2 separate regions of the Mus musculus genome follow, and region 1 is linked to region 2. The links are chromatin contacts, called in public HiChIP or PLAC-seq maps. All regions are on one chromosome and are shown on one strand. Each heading gives the region's core, a stretch centred on a gene start, on an enhancer-like site or on the middle of the called end of the contact. The rest is flanking DNA. Distances are from core to core; before and after follow the strand shown.

Region 1 (4,661 bases), core at 2,090-4,589, 230 kb after region 2:
CAACTAAAGAAAATGTGGTGTGTAGGCAATAGGGCACTGGTCAGCTTTTAAAAGCAGGAATTCCCTGTCGTTTGTGACAGCAGGAACAGAAGTGGACAGGCTCATGCTAAGTGAAGTAAGCCAGACAGAGAAAGACAGGCATCTCCGTTCCCACTTATACATGGAATCTAAAACATTCCAGCTTACAGAAGAAGAGAATGATGAAAATGGAGACTGTCAGAGGCCAGGGCTTGGGAGACATGGGAAAATACAGCTTCTCCTAGTTAGCTCCAACTGTCACCTTGACAAGGACCAGAGTTAGCTGAGTGAGTCTCCATTAGGAGATTCCCTCTATCAGTATGACCTATGACTGCATCTGGGAAGGATTGTCTTGATTGATTAGTTGATGGAGGGAAGTCCAGCCTACCTTTGGTGGTGCTATGCTGAGGCAGGTGGGATTGAGCTGTCCAAGAAAACTAGCTGAGGAACTAAAGAGATGGCTCAGTGGTTAGGGTCATTTGTTGCTCTTACAGACATCCCAGGTTTGGTTCCCAGCATTCACATGGTAGCTTATAGCTGTTCATAACGCCAGTTCTGGGGAGATTTCCCACAATACCTCCCTTTGAGGTAGCTGGGTTGAGTTTTAACAAGGAACACACTAAAGGCCACAGAACAACACAATAAAGATGCAGGGCTGCTGGGAGAAAGGTACTGTGCCCCCACTTAGATTTGAATTTCAAATAAACAACAAGAACACGATAGCATAGGTATATCCTAAATTCCTCTTGGTTCCAAATGCTGTACAGACGTAGTTATATTAAACATGTTCCTTAGCTGGAGTTTAAACTTAACTGGGCATTCTCTATTTTATCTAGAAGGGTCTCCACATTGTCTTTCAGTTACTTCAAATTTTTGGTAGTCTATCCAAGTGTGCCTCCATTCTGCTCATGAGGAAGAGGTTGGCATTCAAGCCGTAAAGAGAGACCTGCAATTCAGTCACTAGATTTTGCCAGGGTCTTTAAAGAGATGAGGAACAGCCAAGCATGATTTACACCTTTAATCCCAGCACTTAGGAGGCAGAGGTAGGTGGATCTCTGTGATTTTTCAGGACAGCTTGGTCTGCATAAGTCCCAGGGACTTCTAGGACTACATAGAGACCCAGTCTCCCACCTAGAAAAAAAAAAAAGTGATCCAAAATGAATGAATTGTAGCTCTAGGGAACATTTCTTCTCAAGTCCTATGACCTTTGTGAAGGAAAAGTTGGTAAAGCCCACAGCAAAGGAGCCTGGATTCTGAGCTATTGTGATCTGCCCATTAAATAACAGTGTAAAGTCACAAGCCAGGGCAGTAGGGGCACTTGAGTTACAAATGCCCCTTGAGGCATTGAGATGGGTCTAAGCAAAAGCCTTCTCTAGTTTCTAACTCACCACAGTAGATGCTAGCAATTAGGTCTTCCCAGTTGTAGCTGTCTCAACAGGGGCCTCCAAGCTAAGAACACATGATGTGATGTCAGATGTTCATGTACTCTAGAGGGAAGTACCAAGTCATCTATGCATGCTCACTAAAAATAGAGCCAAGGAAGTCATCACTGCAGGCTGTGCAGGGGGAACTGGGAGAAAAGAGGATTTCACTCAAAATAATAGGAGATGATGTAAGGGGTGAGGGAGCTCTATGTCGTACTTGTCTCCAAACCAAGTAAAAGGCTTTCTACTGCTTAGAAACCCTGTGAACAACCCAGAGTAGCTTTCCCTTGGCTTCTGACACATCTGAAAAACAAAAGCAAAGCCACTCAGGGCAGCTGCCTGGGGACAGGCTGCACTTGCATTGTGACCAGTCACAGGTGAGTGGACTTTCCCACGGGCTCTGTGCAATCATGGAATTTGCCCATTTTAAGTGGTGCCCATGGATGCCATGATGAATCCAAAAAGAATTCTGCAATGTGAAACAAGACATTCACCCTTTCCAGAGAATATACAGTCTATAAAGCCACGTCTATAAAACCAAACCAATTAATGGTACCAAGAAGCAGATAGATGAGGATGCCTGAGGATGGAGTATAGACAGAAAGAAGCTAGGAATGCTGTAAGTGGCCAGTCAGAAAGCCTGGGCCAGAAAGTGGTGCCCAATGGGAGAGTCTCCTGAGGAATCAAGAAAGAAAGAAAGAAAGAAAGAAAGAAAGAAAGAAAGAAAGAAAGAAAGAAAGAAAGAAAGAGGGAGGGAGGGAGGGAGGGAGGGAGGGAGGGAGGGAGGGAGGGAGGGAGGGAGGGAGGGAGGAAGGAAGGAAGGAAGGAAGGAAGGAAGGAAGGAAGGAAGGAAGACATCTCCTGCCTTTTGTTCCCTCATCCCACCCCAACCTGGCTTCTGCAGGAGCCTGAGGCTGTCAGGTGAGTGGAGGAAACATGGAAGATTACCACACAGAAACAGCAGAAAAGGAAGTCAACCAGGACTCCCTTCTCTGCTGCAGACTTGCAAACCTGGGGCAGGAGAGCAGCTGCCTAGTGCTTCAGAGACTAGGGTTTTGAAATGAGATTTAATCTCAGTTCTTAATTCTCCAACGATGAATAGTTCATTAATTCCTGCAAGACCCGCAGCACGGGAAAACAAAGTTGTTTCCGGCTTTGCATACCAATGAGTCTGGCTCCTTCAATAGCCAGGTATGCTTTTAATACAGAGAGTGCCTACCTGGTCAGCTGTACCTACTGAAGATCAAAGAAGTTGTGGGGTGTTCTTAAAGGCCTCCAGGGAAAATGAAGCACACAGAGAGGCAGTGCCAGCTAAAGGGTTTTGAGAAGAAATAATAGCTGAAGCAGTTAGGAGCGTGGTCTGGATTTGAACCCTGTTTTGTGTTTTGTTTTGTTTTTTGTCTCACTTCCTGTTTGCATAACCTTGAACACGTTGCACAATCTTAGGGTGCCTTGATCTGCTTGTTTTCAAAATGGAAATGGCACTGGGCAAGTTAGGCTAAGCTGATCTACAAAAAAAAAAAAAAAAAAAAACCAAACCCCAACAACTCAGTGGCTTACAGCAGCGAACACTTACGTCTCATTTCACAATGATCCAGCCCCGCCACTACTGGTCAATTTTGGCTCTTCCTGCTGGGGCTAAAATGAAGGAGAGGCTCTTATCTGGAACATTCCTGAGAGCAGGGCAGCAAGAAAAGGGTGGCTGGTGGTGATCTGTGGAATAGCTCTTAAGGCTTTTTCTCAAAAAATAACATTTATCCCTTCTGTTTACATTATCTTGGCCAAAGGAATTTACAGGGCTAAACTTCATGTCAACATGGTAGAGGGATGTAAGTCTCCCACAGAGAGGTACAAGAGAATGTTTGAGACAATAATTTAGTCGACTGCAGAGCCTACATATGAGAAATGCTTCAAATATCCCATGGCAAGGCCCTGCAAATGCTGTGTAAAAGGCTATTTTACTGGAACACCTTTCTCCACCCCACTTGAATTTATTTGGCATTTTTTAGGAGGCCAATTGCTCTCAAACACTGATTTAAAACAGCCCCTACATCAGGAACTGTCCAATTTAGCAGGAACCACCAAAATGCCATGGGGGGCAGGGGTGCTTATGAACGAACAGTTGGACTCTGACCTCAAAGCCAGATTCAGGGTCTCCTGGAATCATTCTAGAGAAACCAAAAAAATAATAAAAATAAAAATAATGTTATTTTCCTGGCCCACTCGGCATGCCTCCCCGAAAGACAGGCATCAAGGTAACAGGCCGTCATGTCTCAGCTATTTCAGGATGACTAGGCCTGTAGAGCACAGCCTCTGCAAAGTTATTCTTAACTGCTTGTCTGGAGGCAGACAGTAATAGCTCCACTGCTGTCAAACGCTTCGACTATGGCGAGAGTGAGCCTGGGCTCAGAGCCAGCCATTCTGTTTCCTCTCAGTGTTGAGAAGTAGCATTATCTGGGTTCAGTGTGTAGCTGACAACTTTTCCACGAATCTCTAAGGGCACACGGACTGTCCTGTGACGGGGTGTAGCCCAGGTAAGCTCATCCTAGCATGGGTTTGGTTTGGGGTTTTCAACTCAGAGGTCAAAATCTGGAGCTAGGAGCTGACATTGCAGCGAGGGAAAGAAAGTGTGTGTGTGTGTGTGTGTGTGTGTGTGTGTGTGTGTGTGTGTGTGTGTGTGTGCGTGTAGATGTGAGTGGTTCTTGACACAGGATTTCATTAGCCCAGTGTTCCCCAAATAGGCTAGGCTATCTGGCTGACAAGTTCCTGGGATCTGCCTGTCTCAGCCTCCACAGTGCTGGGGTTGTAAGTCTGAGCTACCATGCCTGACTTTTAAACAAGGTAAACAAGGCCTGCAAGATAAGTACTTTGCTGACTGAGGTTTCTCTTCAGCCATAAGCAAAAGGGCTCCCCTGCTACCTCTGCCATGGTCCTTGAGACTCAAGACTGGAGTGTCCGGGTCTCAAAAATTCTTCTTGGCGCCTCAGAACATTTCAAAGCTCTGCCATTTAGAGAGGGGGTAAGAAACCAAAGCTCTGACAACTATAAGTAGAAAATTGGAGGGAGTAACTTGTTTTGAAGTTTTTTTAAAATTGGGACAGCTTTGATTTTTATTCTCTTATTTTGAATGGCTTCCAGACCATTCTGGAATGTTCCCTACAGCTAATCCTTCTCCTTATCTCTTTTCTCCTTATCAGTTAAATTCAAAATTTCAAGCAT
Region 2 (4,697 bases), core at 1,944-4,443:
CTCCAGTCTTTATGTGCCTCATCCATGAAATGGGTATTTTGTAGAATGACTCTCAGTGTGGGTGAGTCTGGTTTGTCCCCCATGGTTAGACTGAGGCAAAACATTTTAGGCACGTACATCTCAGAAATGACACGTCATTCTCAGGCCCTAGAATCACGTCACTCCATATGATGTCGTCAGTTTTGTTCAGTTGGCATAGGGGTGTCTGCCTGGTTTCTCTACTGCTAAGTTTCTGTTTTCTCCTTGTGGCGGTTATAGATCTGATGGGAAGTTATTAAGCAAAGCAAATAGCTCATTTTTTTAGTCCCTTCAGGCTGCAATATCAAAAACACCACACATGAAGTGACTGAAGGTCAACAAACATTTCTTCCTTCCTTCCTTCCTTCCTTCCTTCCTTCCTTCCTTCCTTCCTTCCTTCCTTCCTTCCTACGTTTCTTTTTGTTTGCTTGTTTGTTTTGCTTTGTTTTTTTTTTTTTGACACAAGATCTCTCTCTATAGCCCTGACTGTCCTGGAACTCACTGTGTAGACCAGGCTGGCCTCAAACTTACAGAGATCTGCCTGCCTCTGCTTTCTGAGTGCTGGGATTAGAGGCATGTGCCACCACACCCAGCCTTAGCAATTCCTTAATAATTTAGTCTACAACCCTTACATAGTCTCCCAAACACTGAAAACACAAATGTGAATGTTTTATTTTCCCTACCAGTTTTCACTAGCTTGCTTTCTTCCTTTCTTTCTTCCTTCCTTCCTTCCTTCCTTCCTTTCTTTCTTTCTTTCTTTCTTTCTTTCTTTCTTTCTTTCTTTCTCTCTTTCTTTCTTTCTTTCTTTCTCTTTTCCTCTTCTTCTTCTCCTTCTCCTCTTCCTCCTCCTCCTCCTCCTTCCCTCCTCCTCCTCCTCCTCCTCCTCCTCCTCCTCCTCCTCCTCCTCCTCCTCCTCCTTCTTTTGGAAGTATAGGCTAGAGGATTCCGGCTGTTGCCATTTTGTCAGATTCTCTTGACTATCCCTCTGGGTCACCTTCTGCTTCCCAGCTCCTCTGGGCTCAGTCTTTTCCCAGGAATGAATGGCAACTGATATGACCTGTTGTCTGGCTATGAGTACAGACTGAATAACTGAGGGGAGGCAATATAAACAGAAATCAGACTGTGGAAGGGCAAGGAGGGATGAAAAACTCAGGGCAGACTGCCTCGTGTCCTATGTGCTGAGGTACGGTTTACCATGAGCAGATAGTTTGGCTTTTAGGAAAGCATGCTAAGAGTTTGGATGTGAGCTGGCTGACTAGGCTTCCTGTGTTGGAAGCGTCGTCCTCTGCATGGTGCTGTCAGGAGCTGGAGCCTGTGGGGAGGGAATGAGATCCCAGGGCGTCTCGGCACTGACGACTGAGGTACAGAGGTGCAGAAGCACCAGAACCACAGGTTTTCCACTCAAGAGAGAAGTCCAGGCTACCATTTTGAATGGGATGGACAGATGGACCAAAGTGCTCTGGGAAAAGAGAAGCCAACTCATGCAAACATGCAAGGCTTCCAATGCTAAAGAGAAGATGAAGAAAAAGAAGCCAGAAACAGAGGTCTGAAGTGAAGGGTCTCCAGGGACCAGGGGAGTTTCCTCAGAAAGGTAGCAACAGTAAGCCACATGCTGGATCTGGCCTTTAGGGCTTTCCTGGTGACCTTTTTCTAGAACATAGTGGACTAAATGTAAGATGAGGAAGTCAAAACAGGGCAGGCTGCTCTCTGAAAACATCAGACAACGAAGGGAAGCAGGGGGATTACAAATAGCCTTGTTTGTAAGAGGAAACAACAGAGCTGTACAGTGGTGGGAATGTAACCAGGTGGCACCACCGAGTGACAGAGGCACCCATGGGTCTTTCCAGCTGCACTGGGGACACTGCTTCTAGTGGCTGTCACTTTAATTTCTGTCCAGAAGATGCCAGGTGCTCTTGAGGTCTGGTGGTTGGCCCTGCAGGGACAACAACACACCCCAGTGTTGAAGGGAGGAAAATTTCAAACTCAACATCTGCGCCACAGCTGCTAGTAAGAAAGAGGGTGTGCCATTGGAGGGCAGCATCGCTGGGTTTCTGAGGTCCTGAGCTTCCCGGGGTTTTAGCTTTATTCTGCCTTCAGTTTTGGGAATAGCAAGAATGCAGAAGAAGTCAAACATTCCACAACTTCTCTAGCACATTCCTGGACTGTGAAATGCGCTCTTCTCTATCTTCTCCTTCAGGCACCTACTGCCAATCTTGTCTGCTTCTTTACAGTGAAGCCTGCTTCCTCCATCCCTCTCCTCCAAATGTCAACATGTTTGTGAATAAAGTAGAGACTGGGGAGAGAGTTGTATGGACCACATTGCCCACGGCCGGGCTCCTCACCTGTAAACAGGTAGTTGGGATGGAGATCACTGTGGCTAGACCTATGGTGGGCATTGAGCCCCTTCCCACCTAGTTCCAACTTCTGCGCCCGCCCAAAGGGTACTTTCTGTTTCTGTCTATTTAGGGAAGTTGCTTTTTCTTGGTATTTAGGGAGTCAGGAAAAGAAAAACCATTGGGTTTTTACATTAGCTTTCAGGTAGGGTTGTGGCTTTTGAGCAACAATAACGTATGACCTTGTGGTCGGTTCTAGATCTACTACTGGGAAGGTGGAACCCAGCTGAAGTGATGAGAGATTCTGGTACCGTGTAGAGGTGGTGGGTTGTGAGATCAGAGGTTGCAGAAGCAGTGCTGGAAGTTTGGATTGGTTGGAAGTTTCTAGGAAGATTCCTGTAGACGGAATAGAGGAATCAGGGTGCTTACTCCTCAGCACATCAGGGGTGCAGGCCTTTTAAGGGTTAAGAGCACCCGAAAAATAGAAGTAGTAGGAGGAAGTGGGGCGCTGGGTCGCATTGCGAGAAGGAAGCAGCTCATCGGAGCTTCCTCTTTCTCCTCCTTCCCCGAAGCCCCCACCCACCCCTCCTGCACAGACAAAACGCTCTTCCGCCCCACGGAACCTCACCTTACTTTTGGGGAGCTGTGTTACTCAGTACTGGTACACAAGCCGAAGCGGATGGGGTCCTAGCGCAGGGCAACTGCTTTGAGTCCTAAACTCTAGGGCTGGATGTACCGGCTTGACACAATCGAGCCACCAGAGGGCGAGAGAGCCCGGCTGGGCGGCTAGCCCTGGTCATACCCCGCCCCCAAAGCCCCGCCCCAAAGGCCCCGCCTCCCCTAGGGTTGTAGAGACCCGGCAGATGCTGGGACTTGCTGCCCGGTTCCAGCCGCTGAGCGGTGGTCGGGGGCCTCACCCCAACTGCTGAGAGTCGCCGCAGGAGAGGGGCTCGGCGCCCGGCGCCCAGCGGGGACTGCAGGTGTGTAGCTGGACAGCCAGGGGGTGCTGAGGACGCGTATAAGAGCTCGAAGCACAGCCAGAGCAGGTTGGGACCATTCTGGAGTAGTGTGCTCCAACTGCAGCCGGTAGGCTGGACAGTTGGCGACCTTCTAGTTCTATAGTTAAGGTCCACCTAGGGGACCGGGGCCCACAAACCCATGGGACAAACCCAGAGGCAGAAGGGGCGTCCCAGGACTGTTCATCAAGATTGAAGTAGCTATGCGGCCAAGTGTGTGTGTGTGTGTGTGCAGCCTCCTGCTGGGTTACAAGCCACCGTGTGCTCTGGAGTGAAGGAACCTGCCTGTCTCTGGCTCTGAACTCTCTGGAGGAACGTGGACAACAGGAGTTGTTTGGCATCAGGACCGGGGCGTTATCCTCCACCGAGCCTCAGGCTGCCCAAAGTTAGTGACTCTCAGACGCGGCTGCGGGCTGGGAATTGCGCGCCCAGCACAGTGTTTACACGCCGGAGACACGCGAGTATGAGTGTGTGAATGTATACACGTGTGTGCATGGTAGGACTGGCATGATGGCCCATCCTAGGGTGGTAGTAGTAAATATGCAAGAAGTTCAGGACAGTAGGAGGAAGGAGGCTGTTCAGAGGGAAAAGGAAGGCGAGATGAAAGCAGCAGGATGTGGTATGAAGTGAGTTAAGCCTCCTGTCGAGAGGAGGGGTGGCTTTTGGCAACAGGAGGTCTAAAAGCAGGCCAACTCACCTGAAGGCCTTTTCTGAATGGCGGTCCACTTTGCTTTCCTTGCCTGGTAAGGCCCGGTTCCCAGAGCAGAGCTATGCTCCTGTAATGCCTGTCGAGTCTTTGGAACCCAGTTGTACAGTACAGCTTTCCAAGGTGAAACACATTTTAAATAGGGTTCTTAAGCCTTGATGGGGGAGTTTGCTTGGTAAGGTGTAAGACGGAATAGAGACCTGAAGTCCAGCCAGGTTCTGGCATATGACATCTCCTTATTTGTAAAACTGGCTGTGTATGTCTGAGCTGCAGTGTCAGGTCAGAAATGAAAGAACACAACGCAATGAGAGCTTCGTGGGCAACCCTCCACTGTGATTGTTACAAGCTCTTACAAGCACATAGAATCTGTATGTTTAAAGAGACTCATTCCCACCGAGGGGCTGAACTGTGCGCTACGTAAACGTGTGTGTGTGTGTGTGTGTGTGTGTGTGTGTGTATGTGTGTGTGTGTAGCCTGGTGTTTGAGCCTTTGGTCCAAATGAGCAGCAACGAATATTACCTATAAGGATATATCCTCAATTTGGAGATGTACATGTGGTTCACATTTTATTTCCATATATCAGTTATTATTTAAAACATTTGTTATTTAATTTGTGGCTGTGGA

Evidence for each region. HiChIP or PLAC-seq counts read pairs in DNA pulled down with a chosen protein or histone mark.
Region 1: a contact with region 2 is called in an H3K27ac HiChIP or PLAC-seq map of microglia, with 4 times the contacts expected there. The contact joins the enhancer-like site here to the promoter of Pik3r5 in region 2. A contact is called at or near these places in 1 of 484 Hi-C or Micro-C datasets (embryonic retina) and 1 of 115 datasets of contacts at active chromatin or transcription factors (microglia).

The regions. Positions count from the first base shown.
Region 1 is chr11:68,654,187-68,658,847 of GRCm38.p6, forward strand. No RefSeq gene overlaps it. Among named protein-coding and RNA genes, the nearest start is that of Myh10, 35 kb to the right of the region's middle. Within about 2 kb of position 3,340, at least 62 of the 459 cell types and tissues checked have an H3K27ac peak or open chromatin away from gene starts, as enhancers often do. A contact at or near this core is called in microglia, where this site is marked.
Region 2 is chr11:68,428,932-68,433,628 of GRCm38.p6, forward strand. Pik3r5 (phosphoinositide-3-kinase regulatory subunit 5) reads left to right here and starts at 3,194. Exons shown (of 19, transcript NM_177320.2): 1 at 3,194-3,331. It overlaps Gm32046 (a long non-coding RNA gene), which reads right to left and starts at 3,154. Exons shown (of 2, transcript XR_388771.3): 1 at 2,980-3,154; 2 at 1,757-2,747.